7 separate regions of the Mus musculus genome follow, and all the other regions are linked to region 4. The links are chromatin contacts, called in public HiCAR-type, HiChIP or PLAC-seq and promoter capture Hi-C maps. All regions are on one chromosome and are shown on one strand. Each heading gives the region's core, a stretch centred on a gene start, on an enhancer-like site or on the middle of the called end of the contact. The rest is flanking DNA. Distances are from core to core; before and after follow the strand shown. Region 1 overlaps Nf2 (neurofibromin 2). Region 2 overlaps Zmat5 (zinc finger, matrin type 5). Region 3 holds the start of Pla2g3 (phospholipase A2, group III). Region 4 holds the start of Mtfp1 (mitochondrial fission process 1). Region 5 holds the start of Nf2 (neurofibromin 2). Region 6 holds the start of Pik3ip1 (phosphoinositide-3-kinase interacting protein 1). Region 7 overlaps Nf2 (neurofibromin 2).

The links. Promoter capture Hi-C pulls out the DNA fragments that hold promoters and counts their contacts. HiCAR-type assays count read pairs that join an accessible place to other places. HiChIP or PLAC-seq counts read pairs in DNA pulled down with a chosen protein or histone mark. Capture Hi-C pulls out chosen DNA fragments and counts their contacts.
Region 1: a promoter capture Hi-C map of hippocampal neurons shows a contact between it and region 4, with 3 times the contacts expected there. The contact joins the enhancer-like site here to the promoter of Mtfp1 in region 4. A contact is called at or near these places in 4 of 39 promoter capture datasets (the C10 cell line, hippocampal neurons, neutrophils and 1 more) and 4 of 115 datasets of contacts at active chromatin or transcription factors (acute myeloid leukemia, astrocytes and stem cell-derived neural progenitor cells).
Region 2: a contact with region 4 is called in an H3K27ac HiChIP or PLAC-seq map of extraembryonic endoderm stem cells, with 6 times the contacts expected there. The contact joins the enhancer-like site here to the promoter of Mtfp1 in region 4. A contact is called at or near these places in 3 of 39 promoter capture datasets (the 3T3-L1 cell line, pre-B cells and trophoblast stem cells), 2 of 115 datasets of contacts at active chromatin or transcription factors (extraembryonic endoderm stem cells and stem cell-derived neural progenitor cells) and 1 of 9 other capture datasets (macrophages).
Region 3: a contact with region 4 is called in a promoter capture Hi-C map of hippocampal neurons, with 7 times the contacts expected there. The contact joins the promoter of Pla2g3 here to the promoter of Mtfp1 in region 4. A contact is called at or near these places in 1 of 39 promoter capture datasets (hippocampal neurons), 1 of 115 datasets of contacts at active chromatin or transcription factors (pancreatic cancer cells) and 1 of 9 other capture datasets (macrophages).
Region 5: a contact with region 4 is called in a promoter capture Hi-C map of liver, with 7 times the contacts expected there. The contact joins the promoter of Nf2 here to the promoter of Mtfp1 in region 4. A contact is called at or near these places in 7 of 39 promoter capture datasets (the 3T3-L1 cell line, 3T3-L1-derived adipocytes, HPC-7-derived erythroid cells and 4 more), 2 of 484 Hi-C or Micro-C datasets (embryonic stem cells and uterus), 6 of 115 datasets of contacts at active chromatin or transcription factors (astrocytes, bone marrow-derived macrophages, embryonic stem cells and 3 more) and 2 of 9 other capture datasets (liver and macrophages).
Region 6: a HiCAR-type map of astrocytes shows a contact between it and region 4, with 5 times the contacts expected there. The contact joins the promoter of Pik3ip1 here to the promoter of Mtfp1 in region 4. A contact is called at or near these places in 1 of 39 promoter capture datasets (hippocampal neurons) and 2 of 115 datasets of contacts at active chromatin or transcription factors (astrocytes and embryonic stem cells).
Region 7: a contact with region 4 is called in an H3K27ac HiChIP or PLAC-seq map of T-cell acute lymphoblastic leukemia, with 5 times the contacts expected there. The contact joins the enhancer-like site here to the promoter of Mtfp1 in region 4. A contact is called at or near these places in 2 of 39 promoter capture datasets (the C10 cell line and pre-B cells) and 4 of 115 datasets of contacts at active chromatin or transcription factors (T-cell acute lymphoblastic leukemia, acute myeloid leukemia, large pre-B cells and 1 more).

The regions. Positions count from the first base shown.
Region 1 is chr11:4,801,690-4,805,581 of GRCm38.p6, forward strand. Nf2 (neurofibromin 2) reads right to left here. Exons shown (of 17, transcript NM_001252250.1): 7 at 1,989-2,064. Among named protein-coding and RNA genes, the nearest start is that of Nf2, 46 kb to the right of the region's middle. Within about 2 kb of position 1,437, at least 95 of the 459 cell types and tissues checked have an H3K27ac peak or open chromatin away from gene starts, as enhancers often do. A contact at or near this core is called in acute myeloid leukemia, hippocampal neurons and stem cell-derived neural progenitor cells, where this site is marked.
Region 2 is chr11:4,723,445-4,727,634 of GRCm38.p6, forward strand. The region is part of intron 2 of Zmat5 (zinc finger, matrin type 5); the gene reads left to right. Among named protein-coding and RNA genes, the nearest start is that of Gm35102, 20 kb to the right of the region's middle. Within about 2 kb of position 1,642, at least 6 of the 459 cell types and tissues checked have an H3K27ac peak or open chromatin away from gene starts, as enhancers often do. A contact at or near this core is called in extraembryonic endoderm stem cells, where this site is marked.
Region 3 is chr11:3,486,004-3,489,704 of GRCm38.p6, forward strand. Pla2g3 (phospholipase A2, group III) reads left to right here and starts at 2,224. Exons shown (of 7, transcript NM_172791.2): 1 at 2,224-2,850. The coding sequence starts at 2,349.
Region 4 is chr11:4,093,212-4,096,885 of GRCm38.p6, forward strand. It overlaps Mtfp1 (mitochondrial fission process 1), which reads right to left and starts at 2,220. Exons shown (of 4, transcript NM_026443.4): 1 at 2,005-2,220; 2 at 1,178-1,305; 3 at 590-822. The coding sequence starts at 2,071. It overlaps Gm51935 (a long non-coding RNA gene), which reads left to right. Exons shown (of 3, transcript XR_003949843.1): 3 at 1,443-1,531.
Region 5 is chr11:4,847,213-4,851,089 of GRCm38.p6, forward strand. It overlaps Nf2 (neurofibromin 2), which reads right to left and starts at 2,332. Exons shown (of 17, transcript NM_001252250.1): 1 at 1,660-2,332. The coding sequence starts at 1,773.
Region 6 is chr11:3,329,376-3,333,497 of GRCm38.p6, forward strand. It overlaps Pik3ip1 (phosphoinositide-3-kinase interacting protein 1), which reads left to right and starts at 1,356. Exons shown (of 6, transcript NM_178149.4): 1 at 1,356-1,629; 2 at 2,540-2,656; 3 at 2,734-2,853; 4 at 3,834-4,037. The coding sequence starts at 1,560. Gm12592 (predicted gene 12592) reads right to left here and starts at 1,815. Exons shown (of 2, transcript NR_165248.1): 1 at 1,539-1,815.
Region 7 is chr11:4,782,878-4,786,745 of GRCm38.p6, forward strand. Nf2 (neurofibromin 2) reads right to left here. Exons shown (of 17, transcript NM_001252250.1): 14 at 1,559-1,686. Among named protein-coding and RNA genes, the nearest start is that of Cabp7, 38 kb to the left of the region's middle. Within about 2 kb of position 1,969, at least 43 of the 459 cell types and tissues checked have an H3K27ac peak or open chromatin away from gene starts, as enhancers often do. A contact at or near this core is called in T-cell acute lymphoblastic leukemia, acute myeloid leukemia and pre-B cells, where this site is marked.

The DNA of each region.
Region 1 (3,892 bases), core at 187-2,686, 710 kb after region 4:
TCAGAGAGGTTTTTCTGTGTTAGTCCTGGCTCTCCTGGAACTCACTCTATAGACCAGGCTGACTTCAAACTCACTTTTCAACTCACAGAGATCTGCCTGCCTCTGCCTCCTGAGTGCTCAGATTAAAAGTGTGTGTTACCACTGCCTAGCCCAAGAAATCCATTTTCTAAGGATTGCAAATGCTTTTTTCTTTTAAACAATTAATGTTGGTGGTGGGCAAGAGACAAAACCACAGAAATGCATTAGTCTAACCTCAAAGAAACAGATGTCAAACACAAACTAATAAAACTTTTAATTATTTAATACTTACTAATTTGTGTGTGTTGTGTGAATGCATGCTTATGCCACAGCACACATGTGAAGATCATAGGACCATGTGCCGTACAGTAAGAACAAGAGTTCTCTCCTTTCACCGTGTGAATTCCATGACCTGAACTCAGCATGTCAGGCCTGGCAGCAATTGCCTATCTACTACTCCATCTCACTGGCCCTCATGACACACGAGAAACAACCTTCTGCATTCTTTTTTATTCTTATTTTTTTAAAGATTTGTTCTTATTTTGATGGTTTTTAGTTACGTATTTCTGTGTCTGTGCACATAAGTGCAAGTGCCCTCAGAATCCACAGGCCTCAGATCCCCTGGAGCTGGAATGTCAGGCAATTGTGAGCCTCCCAAACCACGAGCTGGGACTTGAACTCAGGTCCTGCTACAAGTAAAATATCTTTTAGGCCCTTGCTTATTGTGGTAGTACATTTCAGTGTGCCCTGGTTTTTTTGTTTGTTTGTTTGTTTTTTGTTTTGTTTTTAAAGTTTTTTTTAAGATGTTTATTTATTGTTATACATAAGTACACTGTAGCTGTCTTCAGACACCAGAAGAGGGCGTCAGATCTCATTACCGGTGGTTGTGAGCCACCATGTGGTTCCTGAACTCAGGACCTTTGGAAGAGCAGTCAGTGTTCTTAGCTACTGAGCCATCTCACCAGCCTTTTGGGTTTTTTTTGAGACAGGGTTTCTCTGTGTAGCCCTGGCTGTCCTGGAACTCACTCTGTAGACCAGGCTGGCCTTGAACTCAGAAATCTGCCTGCCTCTGCCTCCCAAGTGCTGGGATTAAAGGCGTGCACCACCACACCCGGCTTATGCCCTGATTTTTAATGCAAAAAAAAAAAAAAAAAAAAAAAATCCACAAAAACCTGCATTTAGGAAACAAATTAAGTAGAAAGCTATCCTAGAATACTGAAATCATGCTTAATTCAATTTACTCAACGTTAACATAAAGGCTGTCTGTAGGACCCCAAAAGGGGGAAGCAAAGAGTTTGTGGGATAGTCCAGGGGATGGCTGCAGCTGACCTTCAATGGCTACTCCTCTGTAGCCAAGCTTCCTGGCACCCGCCACCCAGCAGTGAGGAAAAGCCCGGTACTTGGCATGTGCTCCTCTGGAGGAAGCCATGAATACCGCAGCCAGCAGCCAAATCCCCCAACGAGCGAGAAACACGCTCTAGGGCCAGACCTGAACAGAACACAAATGCCTTTCTCTGCAGAGGCATGGTTCCCGGAGGCCTGCAGACCATTAATGGTCTGAATAGAAAACTAATTAGCCTCACAGTGAGAACAAGAGTTCCACCCAAACAAATTAGGAATCTCTAAGAGCAGTGGGCCCCGGGGAAAGACATTATTTCCAGGTGCTCCTTGGATTTCCCAAGAGGCCGGAATAATCAAACATTACATGGCCAGCATTCCAACAGGTCTCTGCTAAGAAGAGAACCGGGCCTGAGTCCCTCAGGGTACCAATGACACTTAATTTGATCTATTTCTGATCTAATTCGAAGCCCCAAATGAAACCAGGCTCTCGACCTTGTCTTCCCGTTTCTTCTTTACTACTGAACCATAAAGACTCTAAGCACCCTGGGATGAGGAAGTGACCCATCTGCCTGTGTGGCCTCGACTCAGTCTTTCTGAGAGCCAGGGAACTGGGGAAGGAGTCAACGCACCCGGATTGTAAAGTAGTTCACACCATACATCTCCAGGTCCTGAGCTATCTTCAAATACTCCATTTCAGCTTCATCCCTGTGAGGAGAATAGAAGACACCATTATTAGGGCTAAGTGACAAGGATGAAGGACAGACTCTTGCCAAGTCAAATATTCTGAGCATGCCTCTGGTGAGATAGAAGGGACCTGCAGAAGATGAGACAGACCAGACACAGCAACACTTTTCTCAACCCAGAGATTCCCATCCCCGTGAAAATAAGAAAACAGATTCATTACACTGACTCTTGGCTTCAATTTCACACTCTGGCCTTGGTAAATAGTGACATCTGTCTCAAGTGATTTAAAAAAAAGAACGTGGGGGCTGGGAGTGTAGCTCAGCAGCAAAGCACTCACTCCGCATGCGCAAAGCTCTAGGTTCCATCCCCGGCATTGGCAGAAAGAAAAAACAAAGCCACAGTGCATTCATTCTTTCCGACCTCAAATGCACGAAGTCACTGCCTGTCTCTGTGTACTTCCTTAACCTAGAGCTTCAGTAATGAAGGGGCCTCTCTAGAAGCTGACAACACCCACTTTCCTGGTTTTATCTCTTGGGTTACTGCTGAAGATTAAGGCAAGAACTATCTGAGCCATAAAACCCAGGCCAGTAGGTGAATGCTTCTGTGTTGTAAGTCGAGCTTAAAGCAAGCTCTGGATGCAGCAGTGACTTGCAGAAAACTCCCTGAGAGGTAAAAGTACTGAAGTATTTAACTCAAGCTTCCCTGTGACCTTGTTCTTGTCCTCTCTCTCATCTCGAAACACTCTCGAATGGATTTAAAAATTCACCCTGAGAGAATGCCAAGTGTTGGCAGGCAGGCGGAAGAACCAGAAATCACATACACTGCTGATGCAAAGTGATTCAATTACTTTGGGAAACTATTCAACATTACCTATAACAGCAAAAACCAAGAAACAACCCAACAACCTAGGAGTCTTTCAACAGTAGAAGGGATAAATAATCTGTTATAGTAATATACTGGAATTCTGCACAGTCATGAAAATGAGGGAAAATATCACTACACGCCATGCACTCAAATCTCACAAGATGATCTTGAGGAAAAGGTGGCACTAAAAATAGAAATTGGTTTTATTTATCTAAAGTTTAAAAATGGTTGATGGTGGCTTATGGGTGCAGCTCAGTGGCAGAATAGTTACTTGCCTAGCATGTGAGAGACCTTGTATTTCATCCTCAGTGCTACAAAATAGTAATATAACAATGGACAGTAAGGGAGGGCAAAACTAATCGATGTGAGCACTAATTAGAAATTGGGGGAACTGGGCTGGGCACGGTTACACAAGCTTTTAATGCCAGCACTGAGCAGAGGCAGGTAGATTTCCGTGGGTGAGGGCCAGCCTGGAGAACACATAGTCAGCTCTAGATAATGACTCAAAAAGAAAAAGAAAGAAATTGGTGAAATAGGTATCTCTGAGTCATCGTCTAGTTCTTACTTACCATTTTGTGGTAAATAATCAAGTAGTATACTCAAAATCTGTCTATTTGGTGGGTATAAACAAAAAATAAAGATACAGGAGCTAGAGAGATGGCTCAGTGTTAAGAGCACTGACTGCTCTTCATGAGGGCCTAGTAATTCCTAGCACCCACCAGAGTCCCACAACCATTCAGTTCCAGTGCCCTCTTCCGGCCTCCTCAGTCACCTTGCATGCACATGGTACACAGACATACATGTAGGAAAAATAGCCATATACACAAAATAAATCTGAAGAAAAAAATATAGCAGGAAGCTGATTTGAAGGACTGGGGTAGGGCGCCTAACACAGAGATGATCAATAGCTGAAACTACCAAGGGAATACTTAAAACAAACTATACATTTTAGTGTTTTATTTTATTTGAGACAGGGTTTCTCTGT
Region 2 (4,190 bases), core at 392-2,891, 630 kb after region 4:
GGAGAGGGAGCGGCCTGTAAGAGAAGCATGGGAAGCTGAAGCTGACTGGCAGTGACTGGATCTGTAGGGCGACCTTATGGAGAATGCTGCTGGCTACACTTGGATGTGGCTGTTCAGTGATGCGCACAGAGGCCGAGCAGTTCTTCTGCAGAAGGAAGGCGCTGCCCTCAAAGGCTTCTCCACCCTGAGTGACTTGATAATGAGCTGAGGTGGGAAGCTACCACTCAGGGCGGCCATAGGTGAGAACTGTCCTGAGCCAGCTGAAAGGCAGAGGAGAAGGGCACTGTGGCTGCATGGACCAGGAGGTCCTGGAATGAGGTGGGTAGTGCCTGTGCACTCGAGGTTCAGGGCTGGTGTGGGGCAGGACTCGGAGCTGGCAAGCTACAAACTGAGTCTTAGCAGCCAAGAAGGCAGGAAAGGGGAAGCCATTTCTTTTTCTGAGTGACTCGTAAGACAGTGGCTCTCAACCCTGACTGTGCATTTAGATTGTCTAGGGACCTTTACGTGAACATGCTGGTGAGGCTTACAAGCTTTGGAGGGGCTACTTGGGAACTAAGGCAAGAAGATCACCTGAGGCCAGCAGGTAAACGGAATCACTCCAGCACAAGGTGACCTGGAACCTGGAACTCACTATGTAGCCCAGGCTGGCCTTGACCCGCAGCAATTCTCCTGCCTCTGCCTCTTAGGTGTAGTATCATAGGCAAGAGTCACTAAGCCTGCCTGGCACATCCAGGAGTTTGAAGCCAGCCTGGTATACTGCAAGACTTCATCTCAATCAAAACAACACAGAGCCTCTGAGAACATCTCCTGATGCAGATTTCAGGGTGAGGGGTTGGGACCAGCCATGGTTGGTTGTTTTAAAGACAGAATTAGAGTTTCACTCTGTTGCCTGGCTATCCTGGAGCTTGCTCTGCAGACCAGCTAGGGCAACTTTAAATCTCTCAGATGCTCATCTATTTCAGGTAAGGAAAGCAAGGCTCAAAGACTTAACAGAGGGAGAGTGGCTCACCAGCATAGTCGTGGGGTCAGAGGCTGAGAGTGGAGGTCAGGTAGGAATTCTGGAACAGTGGGGCTCCTCAGAAACCTGGCGTCAGGCAAGGCCTCCTACCTCCCAGATCCAGCAAAGACTGATCTGGTATCACCTGGGCTAAGACCATCTTGGCATTGGTTCCTAGGCCCATGTCCTGGGTTCAGGGCTGAGCAGCAGAGGGCTTCATTCATATTCCTTACAGGAAGGTGAAAGGGCAGACACCATGAGCCCCCTCCTCAGGACTCCTCACATCAACAGCCACACTGTCCTTTGAGCAGCTCTGTGAAGAAGGCTGGTGGCCAGGAGCCCCCACTTAGAGATGATGACCACCCGGGGTCTCTGGCTGTTGGTGGCTGAGCAGGACATGAGGTCTTCCCACTTCCTCAGGAGGCTTCTCTTGAGTATCGTCCTCTCGCCTGATCACAGCAGCTCTGCAGACCCTGAGAGGCAGGCACTTGTGTGTGTCACCTAGAGCTGAGGCTTCACTTAGCATTGTTCTGTCCCTTCAGACAAATCCATGAGCCCTCCAGCAACTGGTGTGCAGTGGGCCATGGTTAGGACAGGCACAGGCCCTGAAGACCAGCTGCCTATCAGTTACTGACCATGTGAGCCTAACTTCATTGTATGTAAAACAGACATAACAATAGGGGAAGGAGCGCAGCAGTGCCATGGTGACTAGCACAGAACAGTGTATTAAGTAGGAATGATGTCTGTATATCCACGGAAGCATTGACCTCAGGCCTTTTGTCTCATGTTCAGTGATTCAGCCGTTGCTCAGTGAGTACCTAGCAGTGAGTACCTAGTAGTACTGAGCTCACAGCCAGCCTTTGAAGGTTCAGAGGTGGATAAAGCAGGGCTCTCTTCACACAGTGTTGTATGAGTTACTTAACATTTACTTGTGTGTTTGTGAGTGCGTGTGTGTGGACAACTTGTAAAAATCATTTTACTCTACCATGTGGGTTCGAGGTATGGAACTCAAGCCTTTAGACCAGGCAGCAAGCACCTGTGTCTGCTGAGCCATCTCAAGGGCTCTGTGCTCTTCTATGCAAGGTGCTTTAGGCTAAGTCCTTGGCTTGCTCTGGCTTCTCATTCTGCTGTCGTTTCCTTCCTGCCCTGCATCTCCTCTCTGTGGACTTGTTCATCCCACTGTCCTCCCACTTCAGGACAGTCCCTGAATCTCAGAACTCAAGTCAGACGGCAAACCCTCAGGAAGAGCCTGGTCGTCTGGTGACAGGTTCAACACTTACTGCCATGACACCGTGGACAGTAGTGCAGCTGTGGACCGGGAGGATGGCCAGGAGCTCACTTGATCTGCACTTAACTCCACAGCCTGGCACAGTGCCTTGGACAAGGGGAGGATGGCTAAGTGATGCTTCAGAGACAAAGGGCTAAAAGAGCAACCAAGCTTGTGCCCCAGGGGCAGCTGGGGGTTTGAAAAGGTGAAGCCTGAAGGACTGACAGACACTTCAGCTCACAAAGAGCATTGCCTGTCGAGGAGAGGAGCAAGGCTTCTCTGTAGGGCCTGGGCTGCTGCAGGGTCTCGGTTTGGAGTCCTTCAGAGGCACTGAGGAATTGTTAGTGATTACAATGACTCTCCCTCTTGGAGAAATTAAAACAGAACTGGAAAATGTACACATGTTGTATAACCTAGCACCCCGGAAGCTGAGGCAGGAGAGTAAAGAGTTTAAGGTAGCCAAAGCAACACAGTGAGTCCAAAGTCAGCCAGGGCTTCGAAGCGAGATCCTGTCTAAGAGGGAAAACATACGGGTGAGCCTAAGACTCACCGCTGACGATGCCGGCCTGTAACCCTGGCTCCCAAGGAGGCTGACTCGGGAGGATCAGTTCATGGCCATCTGGACTACAGAGAACCTGAAGGAATAGATTGCCCATGCATATTCCTAGCTGCCACATGCTTCTGCAGTGAGACACCAGCCAGAGGCTAGGTAGTGTGGGATTCTCCCACACTGATCCACTCGGGGTCCCTTATCTGGGATCCAGGCTCAGTCCTCCAACCAGCCTCAGTACTACTGGGCCCAGAAGGTTCCTGGAAGGTAGGCCCAGTGATAGATGGCTGGTTCTCCAGCCTGGTGACCTCAGACTGCATGGATTCCCTGATAGCAACTCCCATCCCCAAAGACTTCCTGCTCTGATACCACTGTTACTCACCCGGCCACCTGAGAGCTGTCACATTGAAAGAGCAGGGCTCTAGACTCACCCCACAGTGCCAAGTAGCTGCTGCTGCTCCCTGACCGCATGTCCTTGTGCAGCTCGTCCCTGCCTCAGGCTCAGCCCTACCTCTGCAGGATGGAGCTGTTAGCACTGCACCCACATAGCAGTCTGGTCAGGAGGGGACAACTGTGTCTGCTTGGGAGTGCTGGGAAGCCCTGTGGTTCTGAGGGACCCAGCAGGACTTGGCCTCTCAAGGGCTTCCCATCCATTGTCCCATTCAGTTTCCACAGCAGCTCTGGCAGCTGGGAACTTTGCTCCCTTTACATGCAAAGTCAGAGCCACAAAGAGCAGCTGCCTGTGGCCATGTGCACTTGGGGTTTGAGCTCAAGTCTCCTGGACTCTGAAGAACCCATGGCCTTCGGAAAGGTGTCCAGCCTACCTTTCCTCTTGTCCAGGGTGGATAGAAGGCCCTCCGAGGTCAGGCGTTTATTCAGATTTGTCTGTCTGTTTGTTTGTTTGTTTGTTTGTTTGTTTGTTTTGAAACAGGATCTTGCTGGGTGCATAACTTTAACCCCAGCACTCAGGAGGCAGAGACGGGAATCTCTGAGTTTGAGAACAGTTAGGGCTACACAGAGAAACCATGTCTTGAAAAACCAAAAACGAAAAATGAAATAAAAAAGAAGAGGAGGAGGAGGGAGAGGGGGAGGAGGAGGAGGAGGAGGAGGAGGAGGAGGAGGAGGAGGAGGAGGAAGAAGAAGAAGAAGAAGAAGAAGAAGAAGAAGAAGAAGAAGAAGAAGAAGAAGAAGAAGAAGAAGAAGAAGAAGAAGAAGAAGAAGAGGAGGAGGAGGAGAAGGAGGGAAGGAAGGAAGGAGAGGGAGAGGGAGGAGAGGGAGGAGAGGGAGAGGGAGGAGAGGGAGAGAGAAGATCTGGCTCTATGGCCTAAACTGACCTTGAACTCCTATTCTCAAACAGTCCTTTGTCAGTCACCCTT
Region 3 (3,701 bases), core at 974-3,473, 610 kb before region 4:
CTTATTCCCTGCTGTGACTCAGTCTCCATCCCAGGTTGGTGGAAGCTCAGAGAAAAGCTCGCTCCCCATCCCGGGTCTTATCCACTCATTTTGGACCCTCTGTCTTCTGAGGGACACACTGATGAGAAACAAGGTACATCTCCTGTCCCATAGACTGACCGATGTGTCCCCCACGTGGAGTCAGAAGAGAAACAGTGAGTGCCTGCCTCCCTTGCAGTCTGTTGCCACCCTAGCCTGCCTTCCCATGGGGTGGACAGGAAGAGATCTCAAAGATCCTCCCTCAGAACCTGCCTCTACAGAGGAGAAAAACAAAGACCTGAAGAGGACAAAGTTCCCTAGTGAGGCAGCGCCCTGGCCACAGTCCCTCCCACAGTCCCTGTCCCAAACTGGGTAGATATAGATTCAGAGGCCCCCAAACCTTAGGGTTTGCTTTCTCCTAGTTAGGCTGCTTCCTGCTACCCTGGGGTGTTAGTGAGTGTTTTCACAGCGGACGGACGCTATGCTTATGGTAAGAGTCTTACCTAATGCCTGTGAGTAACAACAGGGATCAGGAACGTCCCGGTCATGCAGAAGAGGAAGCTGAGGGCCAGAGCTGTAGGTTTCTAAGGCCAGGCTCACACTGTTCCAGTTGGGTCTGTCTGATCTTTCCAAAGCTGGGCTCTTGATGTGAGTCCATCCAGCCTTCCCAGTGAAGGGCAAGGAAGGCTGTGGAATGTGGAAAAGGGAGCCGAGCTGGATGGCAGGTCCTACGACAACAGCGAATACCACTACTGTGCTTTTTTTAAAACCTTGGCTTGTGCCCACACCCTCTTCTCTCACTGCCACCACATCTTTCTCAACCTCAGGAGAGGGGTTTGGCACCTGGGTTAAATAATTCTCTTTTCATTAATCCTCGGCTATTACCTCCAGGTCAGGGCTAGTTCTGAAGCCACAAAGATAGGCCTCATGGCTGAAGCGGACTCTCTGCTCCCTTCCTACACTGGCTCTGCCTCTGCCTCGACGGGACTTGACTTCCTGCAGAGTGTAGCATGGCAGCTGAGGGGGACTGCTCCAGCTAGCCCCAATTTGCGCCTTTAAACTCTCTCAGCCCTGTGGGGACCTGAGTGTCGTTTGAATTATTTTTACATCACTCTGGGGCTTCAGTTTCTTCCTATCTTGACTGTTGTTGTTGTTGCTGCTGCTGCTGTTGTTGTTTGTGTGTTTGTTTTTGAGACAGGGTTTTTGTGGCTTTGGCTGTCCTGGAACTCATTATGTAGACCAGGTTTGCCTTAAACACCGAGATCTGCCCACCTCTGCCTTCTAAGTGCTGGGATCAAAGGTGTGCACATAACAGCCAGCTGGGCTCAGTTTCTTCATCTATATAATGGGTATAACTACTAGCTTCACCAGATGGTTGGAAGCAAAATAACACATCAGCTTGGGGACATGGGAAACAGTGCTGAGTATAGCCCCCTCCATGATACAGAGACGTAAGCCTCTTGGGGGGGGTGGGACACATGATTCCTTCTGGGCGTCATACTCCAAGAATAGAAGGACCTGGCCCCCTGAGCCATTTTATACTTATTTGGGGACCTTATCTTTTAAATCCCCAGTGCCAGTCCTGCTCCAGGTTACTATCAGGTCCTACTCTGGTTATGTATCCCAACCATCAGACAGGAGTATGGCGTTGGACCAGACCTGTGCTGGAAGTCGCAGGGATCCTGTGGCACTCTCTTTGGAGAATCCCAACAGCCTTTCTCAGAACCAGGACTTGCAAAGAGCACCAGAATCAACCTTCTTTTCCCAGAAGATTTGGGAACTCCCAAGGTGGGCTCCAGAGCCCCAGCCGTGCCCTGGCCTCTTTCACCCGCCCTAACTGAAGTCCATGGCCTCTTGCCAATCTCATAGACTTGGGTGTGGTAGTTGCAACTGGGTTAGGAGTACAAGGACAGGTTCTGGAGGTCTCCTCTAAGTCCCTGAACTCTCTTCTGGCTCCAAAGGGGATAAAGCTCCCCCTTGACCTCCCTCCTCCATCCTCACCCTCATAGTCCAAGGCTTTGGCTCCCACAGATGCTTCCAGGGCAGCCCGGGGCAGGTGACTGGACAGCTCCGCGGACACGATGAGTGGAGGCGTGGGCTCAGCAATGCATCCCTCAGCCAATCAGCAGCCTGCCCAGCCGGTGGATTCGGTTACAAGCCCAATATCACCCCATACACCAGCCTTCCTCCTCCTCCCTAGGCTCCATTCATTGGCCCTGACACCCAGGGGCTGCTGGGCATCGCTTCCGCTGGAGCCTCAGCAGCTGCCTCAGGGGCAGTCAAAGGCAGGCATCCCGGGGCTTTGTCTGACCAGGCTGGACTAGAGTAGAATGGGGGTCCTGGGGGTACTTCTAGGAGTGCTGGCTTTCCTAGAGGGCTCCCATACCCGTCACTGGGACAGTACCTCCTGCCATTTGGTCCAGCCCATCCCTGGTAACCCTCTGGGCTCCCTGAGCTTCTTGGGCAAAGATGCCCAAGGCCTGGCATTATTCCAGGCCTTCTGGGATACACACCACAGGCTGCAGGTTTGTATCAGGCAGGATGAATCTGAACTTATCACAGCGTTCAGGGCCCTCTGTGCTCATGAGCCTTTGCAGCACTCCTTCATCCAAACCCCTGGACCTGCGCTGCAGAGAGCACTGGCCACTCTGCAGAGCCAGTGGGAGGCATGTCAAAGGTCTCAGGATAGTCCTACAGGAGCCAGGGAGAAGCGAGCAATAGAGCAGAGTGGAGCACCTGACAGAGAGCACCGTCGAAGGAGGAGAGGCTGGACCATTCCTGGCACGCTGTGGTGCGGTGTTGGGAACTCTGCTGAAAATGCCTCAGAACTGGGTGAGCCCCCGGGGTTTGGGTAGGTGTATGGTATGTATATGTGGGGTGGGGTGTTGGACTCCAGCCTGGCTCCCATTCTTCCAGGCTGTGTTATTGGAGAAGTGACATAGGCACTTTAACCTCATTTTTTAAATCTGTAAAATGGGTATGAATATGAGTAGCTCTTCATGAGACACTTAAGTGACGTCATGGATGTGAAAGGTCTTACTCAAACCCATGAATCACTCGAGGGAGGAGGTAGATTGAGGAGGATCCAGATTCTACTGCTCTAAACAACCTCTACCCATGAGGTTCTTCAGTGGCAAGAGCTCCAAAGACCTGGGTACAGCTCAGCATATTCAAGCTGACACTTCTTGAAGCTCCAAGTTCCTTATCTAGAAGATAAAGAGCCACTTCCCTTTGGGGGCTGCTGTGAACTCCGCTCATGTAAACATCACAACAAAGGGCGCCATTGCTCGAACTGTGGTTGAATGCTGTATATCTGCAAGGAATGCTGCTGGAGGACTAGGCTTGAGCAGGCAGGATGGCATCTTGGCCACCCAAGATGTTCTTGCTGTGCCAGAGGAAAGACTGTGCCTGGCCTGACTATCATTCCATAACACACACTTTCATTATCTGGAGTTTTATTTGGGTGTGAGCTTGGGAACTCTGTGAGTCAGCTCTGAGGAAGACAAGTCCAGAAGCTGGTGGGTGGGCTCCCTTGTTTGGACCAGGCAAAGGAGGCTGCCAGCCTGTGGTCTTCTCTGAGAACTCTGGAGCTGTGAGGGCCCTGTATCTGGACAACAAGCGCCCTGCCCTGGCCATGAGCTGGACTGCGGAGGGCCGTTTGCTATACAAGGTAGGCATATATG
Region 4 (3,674 bases), core at 970-3,469:
AGAAGGACAACTGCTCATACATGGGCCCCTCATCTGAGGGAGCCAATGAGAATCTTCCTTGGCATCTTGGCTATCACTACGGAGAAGTTTTAATGGGGTGTAAGATGTTGTAAGGGACAGGACACCATGAGTCACTGGGACATGGCAGGAGAGTGAAACCCACAAGGACGGGACGGGGAGAGATGCTGAAGGATGGATGAAGGTTGGGAAGATGAAGGATGCTGTGTGGCAGTAGCGCTCAGATGCTTGGATCCAGCCGTGCGGAAAACATCCTAAGACTTTTATTTTGTATTTACCTTGCAAACTAAGTTTGACTCATGCCGATATCAGCTCCCTTCAATCCAGCACTCCTGGCTAACTCTGGCTATTTTGCAGCACTGGTCTTTATTTCTGTGAATTTACTTGACCTTTGTCCAGTACCCATAAGGCACTCTGCTTCCTTTTCTGCCGCTCTGCCGCTCTAGCTGATAAGAGCACAGATGGCCTCTCTACTTCAACCCTGCCTCTGCTGCCCCGGTTTTGTGCCCACAGTTCACAGCCTAACTCTACCTGCAGAGTGACTGGTCCCTGAGACCAGAAAGGCCCCTACCTGTCGATGGGGTGGATTATGACGGGGATGGCCAGCAGTCCAAGTGTGGTGGTGGTCCATTTGCGGACAGTCGGGGGCCAGTGGGTCATAGTACCCAAGACATAGAGAGAGGCAGCACACAGACGGTTGATGGTGAAGCCTGGGATAGCCACAGAGGCCAGAGACTGCCACACAAAGGTGTCGACCACAGCCAGGGCCATTCTGGTGTTGCGGCCTGCTTCAGGGCTTGGCACCTGAAAGGTACAAAGACATTTAGCCCAGCTGGGGCAGAGGTAGGAAACCTATAGACAGAAGCATGCCGGTGGACCAAGGAGGAAGAACATGCGGAGGTAGTAGGGTAGAAGGCAGCTGGGTGGAGGACTGGGCTGTACTACATTCAGGGTTGGGGGTGATTTGCCCACATCCAGGAGAGGTACCAACTGTCACCTCCTACCCAAATGGTTTGGTCGGGTGGGGATGAACAATCCTACAAACAAGATTAGCTTATGGACTGCACTATGAGACGCTAACGGGGATAGGGCTGTCCCCACTGCAAGACTGCATACCACCCACACTAGGATGGGTTGGAAAGGGTTAATTAACACTCACCTCTCCTGCCTTCTTGCCTTTGTCTATGGCATCGGCCAGGACATAGGAGCTGGACACACCATAGCTCAACCACACCACAGCTGCAGGAACCAGCGAGCGGAAAGCCTCCCCCACCTCATTGGCGTAGCCTGGAGGGAAAAGGCATTTAACTCTCTGGCCCTTTCCACAAGGGGGCGCTACACAGAAAGCTGCTTCTAACCCTAACCTCTTAAACTACAGTGCGGCAGGTGACCTCAGTCAAGTAACTTTACCTTTTGGTTTCTAGGCCCGCGGACTGACACCGACAATGAAGTTCATGGCTCACTGATCAAAGTCCCCAGCCGTGGTTCTGGGGATCTGCACCAGGGAGGCGACCGGAGGCCACCGAATCACTGAGGGTGGGCTCCACTGACCAGTATCAAGTGCCAGGTCTTTTAAGGCCTTACCTCAGCCCGCTCTTACAGTCAGCACCCGACAGGAGTGCCTCGCATTCAGCCCTTTTTACAGAAGAGAAAACTGAAGCTTAGGAAGAGCCTGGGAAAGGCAGACTTGCTAGGAGTCCAGATCCTCTGACGCCATGGCTAGTGCACGGTCATGGCAGAGGGCAACCCACACACTCGGTTTGTGCCTCCAGAAGAGCCCCGTGGACAGATCTGAACCAACAGGGTTGTGTGACCTTGGACAAGTCCCTAGCCTTCTCCTGAGCCCTGTCTCCAGGCCAAGCCGAATAAGAACTAAGCCCCTTTTCAGACTCCAGATCGGCAACCCGGTCCATTGCTTCCCCCCCCCCCCCGCCCCCAGCCCCTCCGGAGTGGTGGGGTCGCTGCGTCTGTCACTCCCACGCTCACCCAGGTAGCGCACCCACGTGTCCCGGTAGAGGTCGCGCTCGGCGCCCTGCCGCTGCTGCTCCGACATGACTTCCCCGGCAAGGTTGGAGTCGCTGCAGATTAGAGTCTCACCACAACTGTGTCTCCACTAGCACTTGGCTAACACCAGGCAAGAACCCGCCAGTAGTCCGAGGCTGAAGGACGGGTCCCGCTATCGCTAACGCCACTGCAGGGAGTGTCTGAAAATTGCCTTATACAACATCCAAGCCCCTCTCCTAGGCTTGGGTTTTGCAGACAGATGGTCTTGTTTTCTCTGAGCAGTTAATGCAAAACTCTCCCAGACATGACTAGTTTTTGGAGTTAAATAGGTCAGAGTTCCAATCGGAGAATGGAATCTTCTTAGGTGTGCGGCTTCTAGGAAAGGTGTATTTCTCTGAGCCGCGGTTCGTGTGTAAATGGGAGGCGTGCCAACATTCACTGCCTTAGACAGTCGCAAGGACTAATTAATTATAACAGTCATCATGTGTCCAGTAGACTCAAGTTTGCTTCCTTAAGCTCTGGCACTAGCGTAGGGTCCTACTTTACAGTAGGGAAATAGAGACACAAAGAGGACAGCCACTCTCCTGACTCATGCAACTGTTAAAATGGAAAAGGGAGCTAGGGAGTTATTACAAGGGGCAAAAGCACTCTGAATCCTCTGGGATTTCAGAGGGGCAATGCTATGGCCCCTAGAGACAAATCCTACTTGGGCCGCCTAGTAGATGTAAGCCACTTACACACACACACACACACACACCGCCCCTCCCCCCACTCCCCACCCCGGTCCCAACGACCACGTCTGTAAAGCAAAATGGGTGAGAATGGAGAGATGGCTCAGTGGTTAAGAGCGCTTACAGCTCTTCCAGAGGGCCGGAGTTCCAGTCCCAGCATCTACACGGGTGTCTCACAGCCATCTGTAACTCCATCTCGGGGGAATCTGACACTTCTGGTTTCCACAGGCAGCACCCACCTCCCCCAAACACACACACCTATACATTCACACATGAGACACACAGATAAATTCAAATAAATATGGCCTTAAATCTCTTATAAGCCAGGCATGGTGTTGCATGCTTTCATCTCAGAATGTAGGAGGCAGAAACAGGTAGTATTATGTGCGTTCGAGACCAGCCCTGTCTACACAGGGAGTTTCAGGCCTGGTTGGAGGCTACACAGTACAAAAAATATCCAGCTAGGTAAGAACAGGGTCTTATCTAGCTTTGCACAGTTCTTTTAGCTTTTTTAGATCCGAAAGGTGTATACCGACTCCCTTCGGAAGCCAGTGTTTTCAGCCCGTGTCTTCTTGAAACTTGTGGGTCACCGGGGACTGAGCCCGGCGCGGGTGGGAAGGTAGAGTGCTGGAGCGGAATTAGGAGACGGTCCCTAAAGCCACGTGACGCTAACCCTCGGCCTCCCTCCCATTTAGTACCCGCTGCGCCGGTCACCGCGGGAGAACCGCCCAACCCGTCTGGAACCACCGAATGGGGCGGGGCCTCCGCCCTCACCGTGAAGGCTCTCGGGAGCATCCGAATGCCTTGAACAAAGATGGCGGACGACGCTCACCGGCTGAACCAATCGGAAGGCAACTTGTTAGGACTTCGGAGAACGTTGTCGCGAGAGGAGAGGAAAGGGACGTTACTGTCTCTCTGTGC
Region 5 (3,877 bases), core at 1,082-3,581, 750 kb after region 4:
TGGCTACCAATCCTGCTTGCCATGAATCAACACTTCGGGTAGCAAGGGCTAAACTGCTCGAGAGTCTAGGTATCATACTGGCTAAAAGCTCAGGCTCAAGTTCAAAATCTTCAGGCACTCTGCATAAAGGAAAAAATAAGGTTTCTTTCCACCTTTAAAAGAGAGGCTTTTACCATCTTCTGCAGTGTCAGCCACACAAGACTGCCTCCAGTTTCTGAGGCCAATCACATGCTTCCGACTAGCTACAAAACTGAAGGGCCACAACTCCACAACTCCCTCTTTGGGTTCAGCTAATTTAGTACTACACCTCACAGAACTTAGGCAAAAACACTCACATTTACCTATTTTTCATAGGATATTAAAAGGGGCACACGATATTATAAGACCTTTTTTTTCAAGACAGGGTTTCTCTGTGTAGCCCTGGCTGTCCTGGAACTCACTCTGTAGACCAGGCTGGCCTCAAACTCAGAAATCCACCTGCCTCTGCCTCCCAAGTGTTGGGTTTAAAGGTGTGTGCCACCACTGCCCAGCTTATAAGATCTTTTAAAATGTATACGGTAAGGCATGTGGGAAACGGTGCAGAGTTCATACTACTACTATAGTTTATACTATACCACTACTAGAGCACATGTTCAGATGGAAGCTCTCTAAGCCATATCCTTTCAGTTTATGGATGCTTAATTATATAGGCATTGTCGGTTAAATCATTGGCTGATCCTTCAGTCTTAAGGGAAGAACTGAGAAGTCCCAACCTTAAAGATCCTTTCTGGGAACCAGGCTGAATTCTAAAACTACTATAGCATGGCAACAGCATCCAGCTCATTAACACACAAAAAGAAAACGAATACTTTGGCGATTCCAAGGATTTTAAAAGCAATAGGCTAGGGAAGCAAACCAAGTATATTCCAGTGGCACAGGACCTATCTGACTGGCTTTTTTGTTGTTGCTTTGCTTTTTTGTTTGTTTGTTTTTTGAGAGTCAAATGTGTAAATGTCTGACACTTAGCAAGTGTTCAGGGTTGTGGATACAACCCAGTGATGGGGTGCATGCCTAGCATACACAAGGCCCTGAAAACACAAACACACACACACACACACACACACACACTCACTCACATACACACTCTTCAACAAAATGATAGCTATTATCATCATGTTAGAAACTATAAAGAGTAAATGTAAGACACTCTTTCCTCAAAGAGTTTTTTCCAGAAACTGAAAATTTTGGAACAGGGAAAAGTACGAGCTTCCAATATAACTAGATGTAACTTTTAAGACCTAGGGTACACAGTTAATACCTAGCGAAAAACTCCCTGGAGTTTTAGGCGCGAGTTCTACACACTGCACACCGGTTCGTTTCTACGGAAGATTCCAGTGTTTCCCAATAACAAATGAATGAAAATAACCTTCGGGAAATGCCAAAACCAAGAACCCCACTTTAACAAACAAGCAAACAAACAACTAGCTTTAACTTGTGATCTGGCCCTAGAAAGCCTCTTCCGGTTCCAGATAATGATATATACGGAATCCCTTAAGCTTGCACTTCGACTGTCACCACAGCGAGGGCACCCCATGGGTAGGGACCCGCGTCGCTGCCACCAGACAGGCAGAGATTCCGCGGCTCTCCACTCACAGCCCGTCGGGGTCGGCGGCCGGTTACCTCGCAGTTGAACTCCATCTCGGCGTCCATGGTGACGATCCGCACCGTGAATGTCTTGGGCTGCTTCCTCTTGAGTGAGCTGAAGCTCATGCGAGAAGCGATGGCTCCGGCCATGGCGCGAGGTACCGGCCTTGGATCCCCTCACCCCTAGGCCCGCGTTCTGGGTCTCTTAGCCCCCCTGGAGTAGCTGCACAGGCCTCAGGGCCACCATGGTGGCCGGCTGGCCGGCCCGAGACAGACCTAGGCTGCCTGGGTCCCCAGCGGCCAGCATGGGCCGCGAGGACCCGGCTGTGGGTGCGGAAAGATGAGTTAAGGGACAGTCTCTGACGACGGGGGGGTCGGGGGGAGATGCCGGCAAAAGCACGCGCAGCCCCGAGCTTGGAGCTTCGGGCTGGGGACGCCAGGGACGCCTTTGGACAGAAATCCTAGACGGCTGCGGCGCCGACGCCGGGCCTCTCAGCGACCCCCGAGGGTCGCGGGGCCGCGCAGTAGTTGGGAGCGCACACGCGCGTGCGTGTCTGTCACCAGCTCCGCTCCGCGCGCCCTCGGGAAGCGTCCTCTACCAACCCCCACCTCAGCGACCTGCCGGATCCCCGCCCCGCCCCGCCCTCCGGACTCCCACTACGCTACTCAGCGACTCACCCTAACACTTTTTTCTCTAAGATACTGTGATTGGCAGGAACGCCAAAGGAAGCGGGACTTCCGCTTCGTCCCGCCTCCTGGAGGCCTACTCCACCAATTGAAAGTTGCACTGAACGAGGGCCGCCGGTCTGTTCTCGGCGTTGAGTGGCTGTAGATGCGGTCACTCCGAGCGCTTTTGTTCCTAAAGTATACTCCTACTCTAGCAAGACTGGTTGAGAAGGAGCGGGCGGCGCCTTTCCCGGGAAACCTGTAGAGGCCGGGACTGCACCGCACGAGGTACTGTTGCAGTCAGTGAGAGATCCCATTTATAGCGTCTTACCAGAGCTTCAGTCGTATCTGGGACATCCGGCCGAAATTCCTTTTTGACACTTAATTATATATGCTGACTCAATATTTTTCAAACTTTAAAAACACGAAGTGAGGCCGCTTAAGTTGCCCCGACTTGCCTGCCAGATCCTTCAACTTCTTTTTAAGAGAATTAGAATAACCACAGAATTCATGATAGTCCTTACCTTACTAGGTGGTTGAGGAATTGAAACTTGCTTAATACATATAGAAAGCTAATTTTATTTATTTTTTTTTTTTTTTTTTTTTTTTTGAGTTTTTCGAGACAGGGTTTCTCTCTGTATCCTTGGCTGTCCTGGAACTCACTCTGTAGACCAGGCTGGCCTCGAACTCAGAAATTCGCCTGCTGCTGCCTCCCAAGTGCTGAGGATTAAAGGTGTGCGCCACTATTGCCCGGCAAGAATTTTCATTTTACCCTCTGTTCCTTTGTTTGGTTTTTTTGTTTTGTTTTGTTTTAATTTCCAAGCTACATACTTGGAGTACTTGTAGCTTAACGTCATCAAATGTATAATATGCTTAGGAAAATTTCAACTTTCTGGGGATTTGTAGAGTTTTTACTTGTTTTAAAGATACATTCCCCAGGCACTGCTGCTGTGAAGAGACACCATGACCACAGCAACTCGTATCAAAGAAAACATTTAATTGGGGACTTTTTCTTCTTTACAGTTTCAGATGTTTAGTCCATTATCAGCATGGTAGGGAGCATGGTGGCATGCATGGTACTGGAGCAGTAGCTGAGAGATGGCTATATCCTGATCTGCAGGCTTGGAAAGCAAGACAACCATTTGGCATGGGCTTTTGAAACCTCAAAAACCACCCCTAATGATAGACTTCCTTCCACAAGACCACACCTCCTAAGCCTTCTAATTCTTTCAAATAGGGCCACTCCTTGGTGACCAAGCATTCAAATATAAGCTTATGGGACCGTTCTTAGTCAAAGCACCACAGTTTTGTTTTTTTTTTTTTATCTTATGTATATAAATGTTTTACAGCACATATGTGCATTGCATGTATACCTGGCACACATGTCAAAAGAGGGTTCCAAAGCCCCTGAAACTGTAATTCAGTCCTTAGCTACTGCATGGGTGTTGGAAACTGAACCTGGGTCCTCTGCGAAAGCAACATTTACTCTTAGGCACTAAACCACCTTTCCAACCTTTGTATGTCTATTTGTTTGTTTTTGAGACAGGGTCTTCCTGTGTTATTTGGGGTATCCTAGAACCCCTGAGCA
Region 6 (4,122 bases), core at 106-2,605, 760 kb before region 4:
TCTGACCCTACACACACACATACCACACACATATATACACACCACATGCACACCCCCCCACCCCTCCCCAACCCCACCCCCACACGCACACACACGCACTCTTTGGGGGGCGGTGTTTATATGTGTGTTTTGCCAGCATATGTGTATGTGCATGACTGAGTATCAGAGGAGGGAGTCCATATTCTGGATCTGGACACAGATGGCCTTATGCTAAGTGCTGGGAACTGAACTAAGTGCTCCGCAAGAGCAACAAGTGCTCGTAACTAATGAGCCACCTCCCCAGTCCGGACAATGGTTTTAAAAGGCATGTCAGGTGGTTTGGGGACATGGTTCAGAGACTAGGAGTACTTGCTGCTCTTCAAGAAGAGCTGACCCGAGTTCCACTGCCTACTTCAGCTACCTCCCATGGTCGACAACTGCCTATAACCCCAGTTCTTGAGGCCCTGAAGTTTTCCTATGGCCTGAGTACAGACACAGATAAACCCACAAATAAAAATAACCCTTTTCTTCTTAAAAGACACATCAGGGTTCAATCACTTCTCATAGTTAGAATCACATTAGCTTTCCACTATGATAAAGTCTATAAAACTTACTTCATAGTGTTATTTTTTTCCTCCCTACATTGTGGCAAGATCAAAACAGAGTTTCTATTCTTGGATTTGCCCCAGTCACAAGGTAGTCTTGGCAAACCACCCTGTTCTCTCAGTTTACTGAGGCTGCTTGGGAACTTCAACTGCCAGCCAAATAGAAACTCCAAAAGCCCTAAGTTATGTGGATGTGGTTTAACTGTAGACACAAATTATTGCAACTAGATTTCCTATATACTGCTTGAGGGGAGTTGGAAGGAAGACATTTTACTTCTGGGCTGGTAAAAAGGGTGGACTTTACAATATAGCTAAAGGAATTCAATGTTTGTGTAACATGTATTTTCAGCTAATGATACCCTTTCTGTGTTCCTACTATATATGGATAACCCAAACCTCAAATGTTAGTAAAGGAATGTGACTGAACTGGCCCTAGCAAAGTACAATTTAAATATATTGCTTCCAGACAGATAATTCTTAGTTGTGCTGTCTATGTGGTCTTAAATTCTTCCTGCTTCTGCAATCAGCATCCGCTCTTACAACTGTGTAGTGCTTTTGGGGCTCCTAATCCACCCCACTCCACGATGCCTTCTGACACAGTGACTCTGTACTCACACTGGTGGAAAAGGAAGAAAAGCCCTGGGCATGCAGTTGTGCAGGTCTCACGCGGAGCTGCTGCTAAGCAAAACCTCTCTGCCACTCTCGGCTTGGCTGAGTTCCTCTCTTGGCTCAGGGTTAGTGATCTGGTAAGGTCTAGGAGGCTTAGGACCCAGGGGGCGCCTTTCAGCTGAAAAACACCTCGGCTGCAGCAAGCTAGCTGGGAAGCTCCCAGTTCTAAAGAGAGGCTGTTTACCAGAAGAGCATAACAGGGGCCGGCCAGTCTGACTGCAAGGAGACAAAACTGCTGCCAAGGAGGACCCCCCCCCCCCATTTGGACACTGGCTGTTGAGTCACCTGCGAGCCGAAGAGACGAGGATGCTGTTGGCTTGGGTACACACATTTCTTCTCAGCAACATGCTTCTGGCAGAAGCCTATGGATCTGGAGGTGAGATTACGTTTTCTCCCCCTTTCTGCAGCAACTTAAATGAAACAGATTCCCCAAACGTGGTCAGGCCGACAGGGAAGGAAGGTTTTGGCTGCTTTTCTCGTTATCCTACGAAAGCATTCTTCTCTCCTCTCTCCTTCCTTGCCAGAGGCTTGCAGCTCCATCTTTGCCATTAAGAACAAAGACAAGTAGTCACTTTCTCTTTCCCTTTCCTTTCACACGAGTGGATGGAGTGGAATTCGTCTCTTCTACTCCCCAGAGTCTTACCCTTTTAAAGTCCGTTTGCTTTGTGTGGCAGGCGCACGAACCTCCCCTCTCCAGCCTCCTCCCGTGGCTCTCTGCTGAGGGGAGTGGGAGCTTAAGAGATGAGGCAGAGACCCTCAGCTGGGGTCTCTATTGGATCTTTTGCTTCCCTGAATCAAAGGCTTTTGTGGAATTCTCTTGGGAGCTGGCGGTGTCTGTTAAACTAGCAGAAAGTGGCTGTATTCGTAGAGAAGGGAACACCAGTTTATATAACATTGACTTCTCAACACTGGGATGACTTCCATGTCTGACTGCCCAGAACCAAACTCACCATCTCCACAGAAAGACCTTAGGGAGAAAGACCTTCTTGTACCTTCAAAGTGGTCCCAAGTCCAAGAATAACAACCCTTTGCAGTTGTGCAGCGATCTTAAGCTTTTTTAAAAGGAAGGAAGGAAGGAAGGAAGGAAGGAAGGAAGGAAGGAAGGAAGGAAGGAAGGAAGGAAGGGAAGGGAAGGGAAGGGAAGGGAAGGAAGAAGAAAGCTAAATCGAGTGTTGTGTGTGGACCAAACGCCGCCAGGGGCGTGACACTCTGAGGTACACAGGGCTTTCTCCCGCGGGGCCAGAGAAACGCACTAAGAGTCTCGGGCGGGTTCCTCTTCCTCATAGGCTGCTTCTGGGACAACGGCCACCTGTACCGGGAGGACCAGCCCTCGCCCGCGCCGGGTCTCCGCTGCCTCAACTGGTTGGCCGCGCAAGGCAGCCGCGAGTCGCTCACCGAGCCCAGTGAGTGTCCGCCGGGGAGGCGGGCGGGGTTGGTGGGCGGCGGCCGCGGCCCTTGACTCCTCTTCTCCCCACCTCAGGCCCGGGCAACCACAACTACTGCCGGAACCCGGACCAGGACCCGCGCGGGCCCTGGTGCTACATCAGCAGCGAGACCGGCGTCCCTGAAAAGCGGCCCTGCGAGGACGTGAGTTGCCCAGGTACTCGCCCTGGGACCACGGGTAAGGGACTCCAGCCCTGTGCGCCGAGCAGCGCTGCAGCGGTTACACCCGCCGCGCACGTGCGGCCGCTCGACGCCCGTCCCGCCCCGTCCCCACCCCCGCGCCGTCCGATTGGCCAGAGCTATCTCCAGGCAGCGGAGCTCAAAGCCCATTGGCCGCCGCAGCATTCGGAGTGAGCTCATCCTCTGCGAGCGCTTGTAAACAACGGTGGGAGGCAGCTTGCCTGCCTGTTCCGCCAAGCGCCCCGCCAGCCTTTACTGTGTAGCGGATGCTGTGAGCCAGGCCCCATGCTCACAGTCCCCGGGGAGAAGCTGTGTGAGGGCTCTGAGTCACCCAGAAGTTTGACCACCTGCCAAAGGCAATGGGTGTGTTCTGATTTGAATTCAAAGCTTTTAGACTTCAGAAAACTAAAATAGTTCTCTAGGATTAGATGAGGTGGTCAAGGTTAAGCACTTAACACTGGGATTGGCAGGAATCTTGTACGCAGTGTGGATTGTCTTCTGCTGTGAAGACCTGTGCAGTCTCTGGAGAAACCGCGTGGCAATCCCAGCAAGGTGTTGGAAGATCACAAAGACTGAAGCAGACAAGTGGGAGGCCAGAGAGAGGCTATTGTTTCTTGAGACCATTTCCTCACATTTGCCTTGTAATATCCCAGCATCCGTGCAGCCCTTTCAGGCCTGATTTTGCCCCTGGGGCAGGGGAGTTGTTTTCCCCCTTTCTGTTTTTGTGATAGGATCTCATTTTGCGGCCGGCTTGTTTGGCTGGCAGGGATTCACAGAGATGTTCCTTAATTCAGGTGTTCACCACCACTCCTGGCCTGGGGCAGGATTTGATATCAGTTTAGGGGAGCATTTTAGGGAAGACCCTTCCCGAAACATCCCCAACAGTCTTGTCAGGTTTGGCTGTAGAATGCACTTAGGACAGTCTTTGATGAGAGCTATTTCTCACCTCACCTCCAGAGACCACTTCCCAAGCACCACCGCCATCCTCTGCCATGGAGCTGGAAGAGAAGTCTGGTGCACCAGGTGACAAAGAGGCACAGGTGTTCCCTCCTGCTAACGCCCTACCAGCCAGGAGTGAGGCAGCCGAGGTGCAGCCAGTGATCGGGATCAGTCAGCTTGTGAGGATGAACTCCAAGGAAAAAAAAGACCTAGGAACTCTGGGTATGGCTACGTGGGATGGGGTTCCTCAGATGATATCATTGGCTGATTGTCCAGGGTGTGGCTAATGGGACCTGGTGTCCTGTCC
Region 7 (3,868 bases), core at 719-3,218, 690 kb after region 4:
GAGGAGCATGAACAGAAAACTATGTAACACTAATATATAAACATTTAGAAGGAATTCCTGCAGCCACTGACGGGCTCTGCCAGCCTGCACAGAAAAGGGCCATGGGCTGAGTGTCTGTGTCCCCTCCACTCGCATGCTGCAGGCCTGAGCTCACAATAGAAGACTCCACAGGCACACACAAGCACACCGTGAGAAGCTGCCATCTGCAAACCAGGAGGGACATTCTCACAATGCCTCCTTCATCTTGGATTTCCAAGTTTCCTCAACTATGAGAGGTAAATTCCTCTTGTTTATAAGCTTTCCAGCCCCTGGTATTTTGTTATAATAGCCAAACACACTGAAACAGTAAGAAAATACAAACTATAAAAAACCAAGACCCAGAACAGGATGTGGTCTTATGCTGATCACAACCACATAAACATGCACATCTGGCCAATGAGGAGCTCAGACGGACAGTCGGAGCAATAGCTCAGGATCGTCAGCTTCTTAGCTGTTGTCAGTATGAGGGGTCAAAGGAGGTTAGCCTGGCTCAGTGGTTCAGGCTGGTCTCCAGAGTAAGGGGTTTCAATCCTGGTCCTGCTTCTCATCAGCTATGTGGTGCTGGATGAACTCATCAAACTAAGTCTATTTTCCTTTATATAACTGCAACACTAAAATGTTTTTTGGAGTCTGGGCCTCATAGCAGTCCCGGCCAGATGTGAATCTGCTACGTAGCTGAAGATAATCTTGAAATTCTGATCCTCCTACCTGTATTTCTTGAGTACTAAGATTACCGGTGTATACAACCATGCCTGACTTACACTATGTTAGAGGTGGATGTTAGACAAGCACTCTATGAACTAAGCTATATTCCCAGTCCCTAAAACCTGCTTTTGATTCCAGTGGGATGTTTGTTAATTCGTGTGAATGAGACAAACACCAAAAAGCTACATGGAGACACAGGTGTCAATCCATGGCATCACTGTGATCTCTGCCAGCTGTAGCACTATTCTTCACTCCTGGCTCAAGAAATGAGAATGATCTTACTTAAGATTTCGTCCACAACGGGACTCCTCCTGTCCATCTCTGCTCCACTTCTGCTGCCCACAAAGGGAAGGGAGAGCATGTGACGGAAGTGCCTGTGATCTGGCTGGGCTCGGGGTCACCAGCATAGGGTTACTCGTCTCCCCTGGCCTCCTCCGGCTTTGCTCAGCCTAGGAATTTTTTTTTCTTTTACCTTCATTCTAGAACCACTGCTAAAGAAAACTGTATTTTACTATGCGAACAACAGTCTTAACTTGGGACTCAATACAAGCCAGTCCTATTTTTCAGACAAGGTATAAAACATAAATTTCAGGATACCATCTTAATCAAGTGTTAGTTTTATCCTGGGACCCTGACTGTTGTCTTGATCTGTTGTCTTTAATTTTTAATAATTAGAAACTTTGTTCTCCAGTGGGTGACAACAAAGCAAACCTTTGCAGGGGTAATGACTGGCTGCTGTTGTGACCTGTGACTCTAGGCCAGATCCACTCACTCATGCTCACGACTGACCCAGCAGGCCACAGAGGGTACATACTTTTCTTTCTCTATCTCCATGGAAAGTCGCTTCATGTCCGTATCCTTGAAGTCAAATGACAAGCTGTCAGCAATAATGTCGAAGCTCGGTATGTCAGGAGGCAGTGGTGGTGGAATTGGGTTCATGGGCTGTCAGTGAGAAAGCTCCTGTTAAGATGCTTAAATTACACAGGACAGAGACCTCTACAGTCAATACTGCCAGGTAAGTGGTCCCAAAGCAACCACAATCAGACAAGTCACCCTTCTCTCCTCAAACCTCATCATTTCTACGGTTCCTTGAATCAAACGCAAACTTTCACTCAGCTTCTCATTTAGGAAGCTCATTTAGGCACTGGGCTAGGAGTTGAGACACAGGAAGGAAGACAGGCTTCCTGGCTCTAAGCAGATCAAAGTCTTGTTCAGGAAGCAGATGTATTTGCAAATCCTCATAGTTAAGTAAGATGAACATGAGCCAGAGGAGGGACAGGGCGTATGAGGTTAGAGGGATCTGCCAGGGTACAGCTTCCTTGGGGATCAGTGAATGAGCCAAAGGAGAAAGGTGCCAGGCAAGAGGCATGCTGGTAGGCAGGGCAGACAGGATCCATCCAAAGCACTGGGCATCTCAAGTACCCTGTGGGGTGACTGGTAAGAGACTGGCTTCGGGTCACAAAGGCTTTGCTCGTATGGAAGGGGCTTAGATTCCAAAGACAGAGCCAGAAGAGTGCTTGAAAGGGGAAACCAGCTGACTTGTTTTCAGGATCTTTTCACTCCAGAACAGAAGGTCACCTAACCTACAGTCCCTACCTACCTCTCTAGTGTCCCTCATTATTTGTCCTGCTAAATCATAAACAGTACTACGTATTATCCCACACTTAGCATGTGTCCTTTCTTTCCCTCCCTGCCACTCCTTCTCTCTCTTCCTCCTTCCCTGTCATTTTCTGTGACATTAGGGATGTGCCACATGGCCAGAGCTGGTCTCAAACTGGTGAGCCTTCTGTGGTAGCTTTCTGAGTGCTAGCACTGCAGGTATGGGTCATAGCAGCCCAGCAAGGTCTCCATTCCCCTTTCAAAGTTCTCAATTCTTCCAGTCTCTCAGCAAAGCCCTTCGAGCCCTCTCACCTTCTACCCTGACAAAACAGCTGCTCATTCCCTTTGCAGTTCTCTGTCATGATGTGCATACTGCTGCCCCGCCCTTTCCTCAGCTCCACACTGCAGAGATTCCTCATGGGTATGTCTTTTTTCCTCCTAGGATCTTTTACTGAGTCTGGGACAATGTTTGGAAAGGAACAGAACCTCTCAGCCTTTATTTATGGCAGTGAGGTCTAAGGTAGGATGTATGGAGTCTGTCAAGTGTGCCCCTGAGCAGGATATCTAGGTCCTACATACACTGTTTTCAGGGCTGAATTCTGGGTAAATGAGAGAGTCTGCTCTGTTGACACTTCATCAAGCTGGACAGTTATAATCTAGGCAGGTCTATTTACCTTATACTTCAGAAATATTCTCAGAGCTGGGCAGTGGTGGCACACACCTTTAATCCCAGCACTTGGGAGGCAGAGGCAGGCGGATTTCTGAGTTCGAGGCTAGCCTGGTCTACAGAGTGAGTTCCAGGACAGCCAGGGCTACACAGAGAAACCTTGTTTCAAAAACCAAAAAAAAAAAACAAAAAAAAAAACCAAAAAGCGCAGAAAAATTCTCAGAAAGGAAGAACACTAGCCGTTACCCTTTTAGTGAGAGCAGAAACTGACACACCCTCTTTGGCAGGTGGCACAACTGAGTATCTGACCTTACAGGTCTAGGAAAACTGTCACGTCTGTGTGCAAAAATTTGTTGTTCAGTGCAGTTGTGTTCAAAACTGCTATAGGAAATACACTAAGTCCTCACCTATAGGGCCTGGCTGGCTGAGTCACAACCCACCCATTGACATGATATGATTAAGGAACTAGAGTGTGCTCCTCTGGAGAGACAGTGCTAAGGGAAAGTGCAAAAAGAAGAGCACTTTGAAAGTCTGCTCTAATGGCTGTTTGTTTTAGACACAGGTAATTCAGGTATATAGTCCAGGTGAGTGCTCAGACTGCCACAGTCCCAGCTGTCACCTGACTGTGACCATCTGATCTTGAGAGAAGACATGTGCCTTTAATACACTATGCCCAAGAGACAAATAATGGTGTTTGGGGTTATCTGTTGCCCAGGAATAAATAACAAGGACACATGGCAATAGCAAACCACTCACATTCCCCCAATTCAAACCCTGGGCTCTTATGCCTCTGTGTCCTGAATGCACCTGTGCCACATGTGAGTGTTCCAAGTGTACAAGTGTACAGTGTGCTCGTCA